2 separate regions of the Bicyclus anynana genome follow, and region 1 is linked to region 2. Evidence: chromatin contacts called from public Hi-C data. All regions are on one chromosome and are shown on one strand. The core of a region is the stretch at or near the end of the contact, and the rest is flanking DNA. Distances in the headings are between cores, read along the strand shown.

Region 1 (5,495 bases), core at 2,412-4,911, 39 kb before region 2:
ATCAATATAAAAATCTACTGTTATTAATGATTTTAACGGTTTATTAATACTAGTATAATGACACTCCCATAATCAATTTACATACACTCGTAAATTTAGGTATTAGGTCATTCACCTCGTTGTTTCATCTTCATAATATTTGCATATATTATTATATTATGTGAGAGTCTGAGAGACGAACATCTGCATTCCATGGATTCACCGTGCGGGTACCGGGTCCATCTAAAACTAAATTCCGCTAGTTTATTATAAAAACGTATGTAATTACCCTTAAAAGAATTACTAATTTTTAGTACCCTATGGTGGTGTGCAACAATTTTATTTTTATTTTTATTGTTAGGTATATAAAATTTATTTTTATTTTTATAATCGTATACCTAATGCTTACCTTAGTTAAAAACCTTGTGCACTCCACTGAGTCCTAAATCTCCAGAAAATCCAATCTGCTGTATATTTCCAAATGCGAGCCTGAAGTCGTCAAAATGTAACTAAAAGGGTTGCGAAAGATACCAACAACCATCGGATACGTGCGCTTTACTTTACCGGATACATTACGCTCACGAAGGCTCTATCACGGATACGACACAGTTTGTTACAGTTATTATTTATGTAAATATTTGTTCTTACTAGTATCTTATTCTAACATCAATAGGTTTTGCAGCGCACGCCATGTAAACAAAACTTTCGTACCCCTTGCGTTACATCGTTGGAGTTTTAGGAGCGATCTCTAATTTTTAAAAAAATATAACATAGCCTATAGCCTTCCTCGATAATAGCGCGTTCAATAAAACAAACAAACAAACTCTTCAGCTTTATGATATTAGTATAGATTTTTTGGGAAAAAATAAGCTACTCTCGCAAAGGTTGCAAAGGTACTTATTAAGCAAATTGCTAAAAATTAAAAAGCAAATTAGGGTTTTTGCAAATACCCTTATTTGCAAAAACCATAATACCATTAATAATGGTCTAAGCAAATACCACATAACAAAGAGATATTTTTTTATTAATTTTACGTTCTGTTGGTAGATTTTAATCAAATTGTTAGTAGGTATATATTTTTCGGACAATAGATTTTACACACAATCTTAAATAAAATGAATGAATATTGATTGTACCAAATCAAACGATTATAAATGTCTGCATGTTCCGTAATACGCCCTCACGGTTGCGCAACTGACAGAACTCAGAAGTAAGAAGCAAGGTCATGTATTCGCGTTACACTTTCGTGTTAGACTAAGAGCCCGTAACCCTAGACCTTCGTCATTTTATAAAATCTGAAAGTTTGTCAGCTCATGCTCCTACCATAAGTAAGTACAGTAGCCAATAGGCTAGCTGACACTTTTTTTAAATGTTCTTAAATAGTTCATTATTGTTCTTCTAGGCTGAAAAAAAAATCATATATTTTTGAGACGTGATTACTTGATAATTTTAGTTTTTAAATATGTTTTTGACAATACAAGCCAATACGCCTGTCGGTCATGACAGTCTATCTTTCAACTGTTTCATGATGTCACTATAATATATCCCATACAAACGTAGCGTCTGACAAAAATATTAGATAACAATTGGTTCGACGTTACATCAAATGTGTTAGTGACGTCACAAAATGGACGACAACGTTGTTGACGTGTGGAAAATTTTAAAAAATTCGTGATATAAATTAAAAAGTCCTTAACTTTTATTAATTGATATCGATATATTTCGGAATTTGGACCCTTATTCCATGTACTTACTACACGAAATTAATATATATTGTTTATATTAAATTTGATATGAGTATAATTTTTTTATATTTTCACCGGCGTATTATGAGAAATTGTATTCCCAGTCGCCAGTCACTAAGCTTTGCGGAAACCATTCGAAAAACACTATTTAATTTAAAACTTCAAGGGTATCTAGCTAAGGGTTATCATGATGCCAAGTGTTTTGCAAATGGGGATATCATTTCTCATATTATTCCGATAAAAATATAAAAAAAAATTATACTTTATACTTAGACGGTTGAGGGTCTGGATCCTTAAAACCTGCTATCTCCCAAAGCCACCCCGTACTCACTTATGGTAGGAGCATGAGCTGACAAATTTTCAGTTTTTATAAAATGACAAAGGTCTGGGGTCACGGGCTCTTGGTCTATGTATGGATATGTCGAAATGTAGTTCATTGTAAACATTTTTATTTACATAGTACACGATTAACATACGTTCGCTCGATTTACACTTTCATGTTTCTATTTTTGGTTTCTGATACGCTTTCAGTGTCTTCTGTTTGTATATGTTTTCTCGTTATGTTAGTTTATGTCGTAACTTAAGACTGATTTGAGACATGATAGTCCAGTTGATATCTCAACCTTCGGAGGGAGTAGGTTCGAATCCGATCCGGGGCTTGCATGTCCAACTTTTCAGTTATGTGCATTTTACGATATATAAAGTGTCAGTGAAAGAAAGACATCGTAAGGAAACCTGCATACCATAAAGACACTTCTCAATTTTCTACGTGTGAAGTCGCCAATTCTTTAAACTTGACGTTTTGAAGTTCTGTTCTTTTTTTGGGTGGAGTTTCATGATTTTTATGCATCATATTTAAAATATTTTATTCTATGCATGAAGTACATTTTCCTGAAGCTAATAATTAAGCGATGTTCATAAGTTTACGCATCAAGCGTGGAAATGTTGCGTGTTCCTCAATTTGGACGACTCTATCCATTGTTTGGTATACATTGCGCCTTATATTTTGTAATGTGATTAAAAGTTCAAATGTATTCAGTATCGGAAACGGTGGAGCTGTAAGTATTTGAATCTAGAATGTCATTGCTCGGGTACAGTTAGGGTTGCCAATCTTACTGTAAAGTCTAGGTATAATTAAATTTTGTATTTGTATTATATTTTAAGTGTACATAACAGTATGATATAGGTACTGTTCATTAAATCCTACTAATATTATTAAAGCGAAAGTTTGTATGGATGTTTGTTTGGATATTTAACGCCGCATCTACTGAACAGATTTGGCCGAAATTTGGAATGGAATTAGATTTTACTCTGGATTAACACATAGGCTACTTTCATCCCGGAAAAATCTATGGCTCCCGAGGGATTTATAAAAACTAAATTTCAGCAGTAGATATACTTAAATTAGTATCTCACATTACAAATTGATACTGTCCGATCGAAAGTAGGTTTACGGCCGAAACCGAAATTCAGCTTCAGAATTTCAGTTTGTTTTCGAAAAAACCGAATCTTCCATAAAACTGTGTAAAATCACTATTTAGTTGGTAACTTAGTACTAACTACTTTTTTACCTAAATAAAAATTAGACACTAAAACATCTAAATAACAAAATATATTATAAAATATTAATTCGTAGCTCGAAGCTCAACGCCCTGTTTGAGCATGTCCGATAAATGAAGTATCATGAATTCAGTTTAGGTTTTGACTGTAGTTTTGGCCGGATTTCAGCCGAAACCGAAACTAAGCCAAAATCCGCCGAGCCTTGGCTAAAACTAAAACTGTGACCGAAAGTTCGGTCGGACACTAGGTCTGGAGCTGCAGTGAAATCATCTCAAGTTCATTAGTCGATGTTGATGAAAGAAATGAAGTAAGAAATGGTGGCAACCCTAGAGTACAATCGCGACCTGCGCGGTTGACCGATGCGCGAAGAACGAGCATTTCAACCGATCAGTCGTCGTTTCAATCGGAACGCGACTGCACGCGCCAGAATAACCGCCGAATTAAATTCAAATTTCGAACTCGCCGGACCGTGTTTCGCGTCGCGTGGTGTTGAGAATTAAAAAAAAAAACTTTTAAAAGGATTTTTTTTCGCATCACATCGTCTCCAATTACGGTGAGTAATGAAATAATTGAATTAAAAAAAATGTTAATAAGTTAATACCGGATTGCAGTATTGCGTGTGTTTGTTATGTATGCCTACATGTAATGGAAAAGTTACATTTCTTTCGGTGCAGTTGCATGCGAAGATTACTTATTGCACTAAAATTTACATAGTACATAATAAATACATTTTAAGTGCCTGTAAGCGTTTGACTGTATTTCTGGAGAGCAGAATGTTCGATAGTTTATTTAAATCAGTGGCGATATTTATATTAATGAATACAAAATAATATTAAGTAAATAAATTTAATATTACATTTTTTAATGTCACAAATAATATTACAATCCTACAGCTATTTTATTAAATTTACGTCAACATTCGGAGTCATAGATCAGATTTCGCCTCGTCAAAATTAAGTAAATTGGTATTTGCCTAGATAATATTATAGTAGCTTTCTGCGCTATATAATAAATAAATAAAATATATGTGCAAAGTATTATATATATCTATACTTATAATAAATCTGTAGAGAGGTCAATTCTGTACATGAAATATATTTCCAAAATAACTATCAGGGGGTGATTAGTGATCGATACTGATGCCAAAAATGCAATCAGTAAAATTTTTGTCTGTCTGTCTGTCTGTCTGTCTGTCTGTCTGTCTGTCTGTCTGTCTGTATGTTCTTTATAGAAACAAAAACTACTGGACGGATTTTAACGAAACTTGGTACAATTATTCTACATACTCCTGGGCAGGTTATAGTATACTTTTCATTACGCTACGATCAATAGGAGCAGAGCAGTGAAGAGAAATGTTGAGAAAACGGGAGAAGTTACTCAATTTTTTAAGCTTCCGTCGCGTGTACAGCCTTAATGATTAAAGCTACATAGAAATCACGTATCACGGAAATGTTCTCCTTAAAATTATCTATAAAAACACAACAGCATATATATGTCTATATTTTATGGTTGACTCACAATAACACGTGTCACTCCCGATAGCTTAGCAGTTCGGAGCTTTCTAATTAAATTTGTCTACTCTTATGTTTATAACACTCATCACCCATCCCTAACTAAAAAAGTTAACATTATTACCTATTTAAGAAAAAAAGAATCATAAAAATCGGTAAAGAAACACCAAAGTTATACAAGAAATACGCTAAGCCATCGCGCGTGCATACTAATTCATGCTATATAGATTATTTTTGTGTAACGGTTGCCGCGCTCGGCGCGACTCGCGGGAGGGGGGGGGGGGGGGGAAAGAAGTGCAGCCTTAATGAGTAGGGTAGGGGTAGGGCAGGGTAGAGTAGGGGTAGGGTAGAGGTACTGTAGGGTAGGGGTAGGGTAGGGGTAGTGTAGGGTAGGGTAGGGTAGGGTAGGGCAGGGGTAGGGTAGGGTAGGGCAGGGTAGGGGTAGGGTAGGGTAGGGCAGGGGTAGGGTAGTGGTAGGGTAGGGGTAGGGTAGTGGTAGGGTAGGGTAGTTGAAAGTTTACAACGACTTTCACGCGAACGAAGTCGCGGGCGTCCGCTAGTATATAAATAAATGCTTAGTTGAATAACAAAATATCCACAAATGTTTGCATTTTATTACCTACTTGGATAAGATTAAAAATTATATACGAGTAGCTAATCTTCTGTAAAAAATGCTACTTTTCTAACATGTTGAGTGGTG
Region 2 (5,482 bases), core at 142-2,641:
CCATGACAAGTGTAGATACAGTGTAGATGGGACACGCTTGCCTAGAAGGTGCCTATTTACTCTTGTTTAGTTAGCTAGTTTAGTCAGTTTAGTTGCCTATTCACTGCGACGATATATACTGCCTATTCACTCTACAGGATGATGCTACAAAATGCTACTAACAAAACTATGTATGTATATCTATTTGAATATAGTCGATTTATTTACCTAATAGACACCAACGCGATTTCAATTAATTTGCATTAGATAAGTAAGTAAGCTAAATTAAATCCATTATTCAAAATAGGCACCATTTGTGTTTCACATATCCTGGTTACAATTGAATTATAATAATTCGCAATCACTTCCTTGATAGTTTTATTGACCCGCATCTCATTCATTTCATTAAAAACATGTTTGTAATTTTATCATTTGGCATTTTTTATTAACTGGTAATTCACCACAGTTTCGCTGTTTGCGTTGAAGTTATCGCAAACTAGCGATAAAAACAAAACTAGCGATATCCCGCGACTTTGTCCACGGAATTTAATAGGAAGTTGGTGGCGTCACACTCAGTGCCTCAGAGCAATAGGCTCTTATGATAGTGATCATCATAGAGTCAAACATCACTATAGACCACACGCGCTGGAGGACAAAATTATCATGTGTATATCCATGCCCCTCTCTTATCGAAAGAGGTGGACCATTAAAATTGGCTGATGATCACAATGATGATAATGATCATTGTGTTCAATTGTTATCGCAAGAGTTCTGTAGTAAAAGATCTCGAACGTGATTTTGTAGTAGTAAGTTATATTAAGATGTATAATAACAATTTATAGACATCGCGTGTCAGGAGCGTTAGCGTGATGTGTGCATGTGAATATATTTGTATGACTTATTAGATCAACATTAATCTATCATTATTATCAACCCATATTCGACTCACTGCTGAGCTCGAGTCTCAACAGACAGGTCCTAATAAGGCCAACAGTCTTCCACGCTGGCTCAATGCGGATTGGCAGACTTCACAAACGCAGAGAATTAAGAAAATTCTCACGATGTTTTTCCTTCACCGTTTGAGGCGGCGAGTGATATTTAATTTCTTAAAATGCACACAACTGAAAAGTTAGAGGTGCATGTCCCCCACTGGGTTATGCTAGCCACAAACGGTCAATTATTCTCACGTTTCTGTAGCACCCACGACTATAATCGATCGTGTGTTGGTCACTGCGTACATGACTTGTATAGTATGCCGCATGGGTACTGCCGTTTGCTTTTCAGAAACGTGAGAATAATTGACCGTCAATGGCGACCTTTATCCGGTCCGGGGCATCCATAGATATCCATAGATACAAAAATAATGCGCGGCAGTGATTAAGTAGTCACGTGAAGCTAGAGCGACGGCGGCCTACAAAGTTTACGTAATTTTATGTAAGAAACCGGCCGACATACGGCGTGGACCACTTTGTTACGTCTGTGGTACACTCCACTGAGCCAATGCTTTAATCTTGATCGAGTAATGTTTACTTACTAGTTGGTAAGTGGTATGAATGACCATTAGGGATTACGCGATATAGGTACTAATTAAATATGTAAGTACTAGCTGACCGCGCGCAGATTCGCCCGCATTGTTCCCGTTCCCGTAGGAATACGGGGATAATATATACCTATAGTCTTTCTCGATAAATCGTCTATCTAACACTGAAATAATCTTTCAAATCGGACCAGAAGTTCCTGAGATTAGCGCGTTCCAGCAAACAATCAAACTCTTCAGCTTTATATCATTAGTATATATAATATCCCGCGGTTTCCTTGAGAGAATATGGATATATAACATAGTCTACGACACTCAGAAATAACTTGGTGACTTTCTAGGGGTATAATATACCCCCACGAGATTGACAGTGTACGCCAAGAATAAGATTTGTATGGCAATAAAAATCTACAACAATCTTCCTAATAGAGAGCCCTATAGAAAAGCCATGGTCAATATTGAAATGTAAAATTTATAATATACTAATATATGACATTCATAACTACTTTATGGATATTTTGTTATTTATTATTTATTTTGTAATTATGTCATTTTTTTTCTCTTAATTGTATTCAATTCTATTTGTACCATTCGAATTATAATTTTGTTAATAAACGAATACACTATTAGAAAAAAAAGAAAAAAAAATTGAATTTTCTACTGAATCAGTAGATTCAGAGATTACCTACCACCTACAACAATATAAACTTTAGCTCTTGATAGACAATTTCTTCACTATATATATTATTCTTACAGCAAAAAAAAAAGAATTTTGTTCAGTAGGTAGTAGGTTTATATATTAAATTTTCAGGTATCGACTTATGGCAGGCGTCCACTGATCCGCATCATACGTATCGGACAGATTGCATCAAACAGATTTTTAATATTACGCTAGATAAAATCCATCCGATGCGATCCATACGATGCAGATCAGAGAATACTAAAATCTGATCTATGCAATGCGTCCAATACGCCTGCCATATACCAACGTCCTTGACAAACGAACAAACGACATAGCATACTCCTTTCAATTGGTGTTTCAACAATTTTACATCATTACGATTTATTATGGATTTATTAGCCTAATTATTTACGGATGTGGACGTCACAACAAAAAACTCGTTAATATCGTATAGGTAAGTAGAAAATTACTTATGTGCAGTGCTGTGTGACTGTGATTGACGTTAATGGATCCGATTTCAGCGATATTCGCAATATAGCGTAATTGCAAACATTCTAGCCTTTGATTTTATGTTATGTAACGAATTATAACGACTGTTTTTGAAATGCTGGTAAAAAACAGGATTTTTGAAAAGTTATGCTTTTTCTACATACTTACACGTAAATCATCTTTAACAACCCATGTCGAATTCACTGTTGAGCACGAGTCTCCTCTCAGACTGAGAGGGGTTAGTCCACCACGCTGGTCCAGTACGGATTGGCAGACCCACATTTGTGAATGAAGAAAATTCACAGGAAAATTCACATTGTTTTTCTCTCACCGCTTGGGTAATTATTAATTTCTTAAAATGCACATATCTAATTTAAAAGTTGAAGGTGCATGCCCCGAACCGGAGTCTAGCCTACGCTCTCCGATTCGAAAGCAGAGATCATATCCACTGGGCTATCACGGCTCTACGTTACGTAACGTGTATACATGGTCACTAGAAACTAATAAGGCACATAATTAATACGCACACAGCCACACACTCTCAAATACAAACAACTGAAAGTCGATCGGTTAAAAAGCACAAATACCAACTTTTCTTATTAGCTGGTCCCTTATCTCCGACTACTAGACAAAATAGCCAAATACTTACAAGAAATAGTTAACACTACAAAAAGAAGTCGGTAATATTTAGGTCAAATAGCCTTTACTTTTCACCGTGTGAAAATCAAATATACCTGCCTAGTGCCTAATATCTTAAATATATGTACCTTATAAATCTTACGTTATATTTAATTACTAAAGTTCTAAGAATTTGTAGCTAATCTGTCCAATCCAAATTTAGTATTACGACTTCACGAAACTTCTTGAATTGATATTTCGATGTACGTACAAATTCCAACAATCCTACGTTTAATCGATGTAAATAAATCAGAATTCAGAATAGACCTAATCTAAGCTAATCTCACATTACTTTAGCTAGATGAACGCAATTTTTTTTGTGAAAACGAAAAATTATTGACAACCGACCCAATAAACATTTTTAGTAATAATTTTTAATCAAAATGATTTTACAGAAAACAATAATGGTAATGGTACTCAACCATAACTATCGGTTCATTGATAACTAGCCGATGCACCGCGGTTTTACGCGCGTAGTTCCCGTACCCGTGAGAATACGGAGAGTATAGACTATGACACTCACAAATAACGGCCTCCGTGGCGCAGTGGTATGCGCGGTGGATTTACAAAACGGAGGTCCTGGGTTCGATCCCCGGCTGGGTCGATTGAGATTTTTTTAATTGGTCCAGGTCTGGCTGGTGGGAGGCTTCGGCCGTGACTAGTTACCACCCTACCGATAAAGACGTGCCGCCAAGCGATTTAGCGTTCCGGTACGATGTCGTGTAGAAACCGAAAAGGGGTGTGGATTTTCATCCTCCTCCTAACAAGTTAGCCCGCTTCCATCTTAGACTTCATCATCACTTACCATCAGGTGAGATTGTAGTCAAGGACTAACTTGTAAATAATTAAAAAAAAAATAACGTGGCTTTCTCGTGGTATAAGAATTTTCAAAATCGGTTAATTAGATCCAGAGATTACCCTACAATACCACAAACTTTACCTCGTACTTTACCAAAAACGGTCGGTCTTCGTTGGCTTGATATGAATTAAAATCCACAACCGGCAAAGTGATCAATAAGCAAGGTAATGTGTAATTACAGTTGCAACACGCACTACTGGACTATTACATGTATTTCCGACAATCCCTATTTCGCTGAACGTGAGGCAACCGCCTGCATGTGATTATAAGTAGCCTTCATATCCTATCGCGTTAACGCCGTATCGCTTCATACAAATTACGTTGAGTAAATATACCATTTAGTACAAATTACTTACATAGAGTATATTACGTTGAGACGTGATAGACCTCTGCCTTCGATTCGGAAGGCGTAGGTTCGATCCGGTCCGAAACATGCACCTCTAACTTTTCAATTATGTGCATTTAAAAAAAAATTAAACATCCCTTGTCTCCAACGGTGCGTTGAAGGAAAAACATCGTGAGGAATTTTCTTAATTCTCTGTGTGTGAAGTCTAACTGCAATTAGCTAGCGTGGTGGACTACGGCCTAACTTTCTCATGCTTTCATGCTGAGAGGAGACTCGTGGTCTACAGTGAGCCGGTTGTTAATGATAATAAGTGGTGAAATATTCCATCGCAGTCTACTTTAACGTATCACTACGGAGACGGCTCTCTCATCATCGGAGTAGGCATACGGAGCTTAAACGAAAGCGTCCACTGATCTGCATCGTAGGAATCGGACGCATAGCATTTAATGGATTTTAGTATTCTTTGTATAGAAAGTCATACAAGTGCGACCACTAATCCGCATCGGACGAATCGCATCGAACGTAAAATCGATTTTTTTTTTTAAATTAAAAATCCGTCCCTAAATGACTGAGTACAAAGAATACTAAAATCCGTTTGATGCGCTACGTCCGATGTGTACACATGTCGTTAGAGTTACATTATTTATTGTTCTGTGGGAGATTACAGATTAGTGATCATTTTTGGATGATGAGTGCGAATATAAGTATTAATAATGTTACTTAAGTACTTAATAAAGTGTTGCAGAGCAGATTAGGCCGGTGATTGCCTTTGCGAGTGGAGCTTTAAAACACATTATTTCAGGATTAACAAAGCTTATTATGCAAAAGTTATGTAGAAGCATAGATATATTTCCTTTTAAGGCTTACTAAAACGTTTTTTAAGATGTTAATATAATTTATTTTTTGAAATTA

Evidence for each region. Hi-C and Micro-C count contacts between places; a contact is called where the count stands out from the background.
Region 1: a contact with region 2 is called in a Hi-C map of whole body, with 2.7 times the contacts expected there. The contact joins the promoter of LOC112054114 here to the enhancer-like site in region 2. A contact is called at or near these places in 2 of 2 Hi-C or Micro-C datasets (whole body and whole larva).

The regions. Positions count from the first base shown.
Region 1 is chr23:11,755,896-11,761,390 of ilBicAnyn1.1, reverse strand. It overlaps LOC112054114 (alpha-N-acetylgalactosaminidase), which reads left to right and starts at 3,661. Exons shown (of 10, transcript XM_024093777.2): 1 at 3,661-3,837.
Region 2 is chr23:11,714,835-11,720,316 of ilBicAnyn1.1, reverse strand. All of the region lies in intron 1 of LOC112054114 (alpha-N-acetylgalactosaminidase), which reads left to right. Among protein-coding and RNA genes, the nearest start is that of LOC112054114, 40 kb to the left of the region's middle. Within about 2 kb of position 1,391, at least 4 of the 8 cell types and tissues checked have open chromatin away from gene starts, as enhancers often do.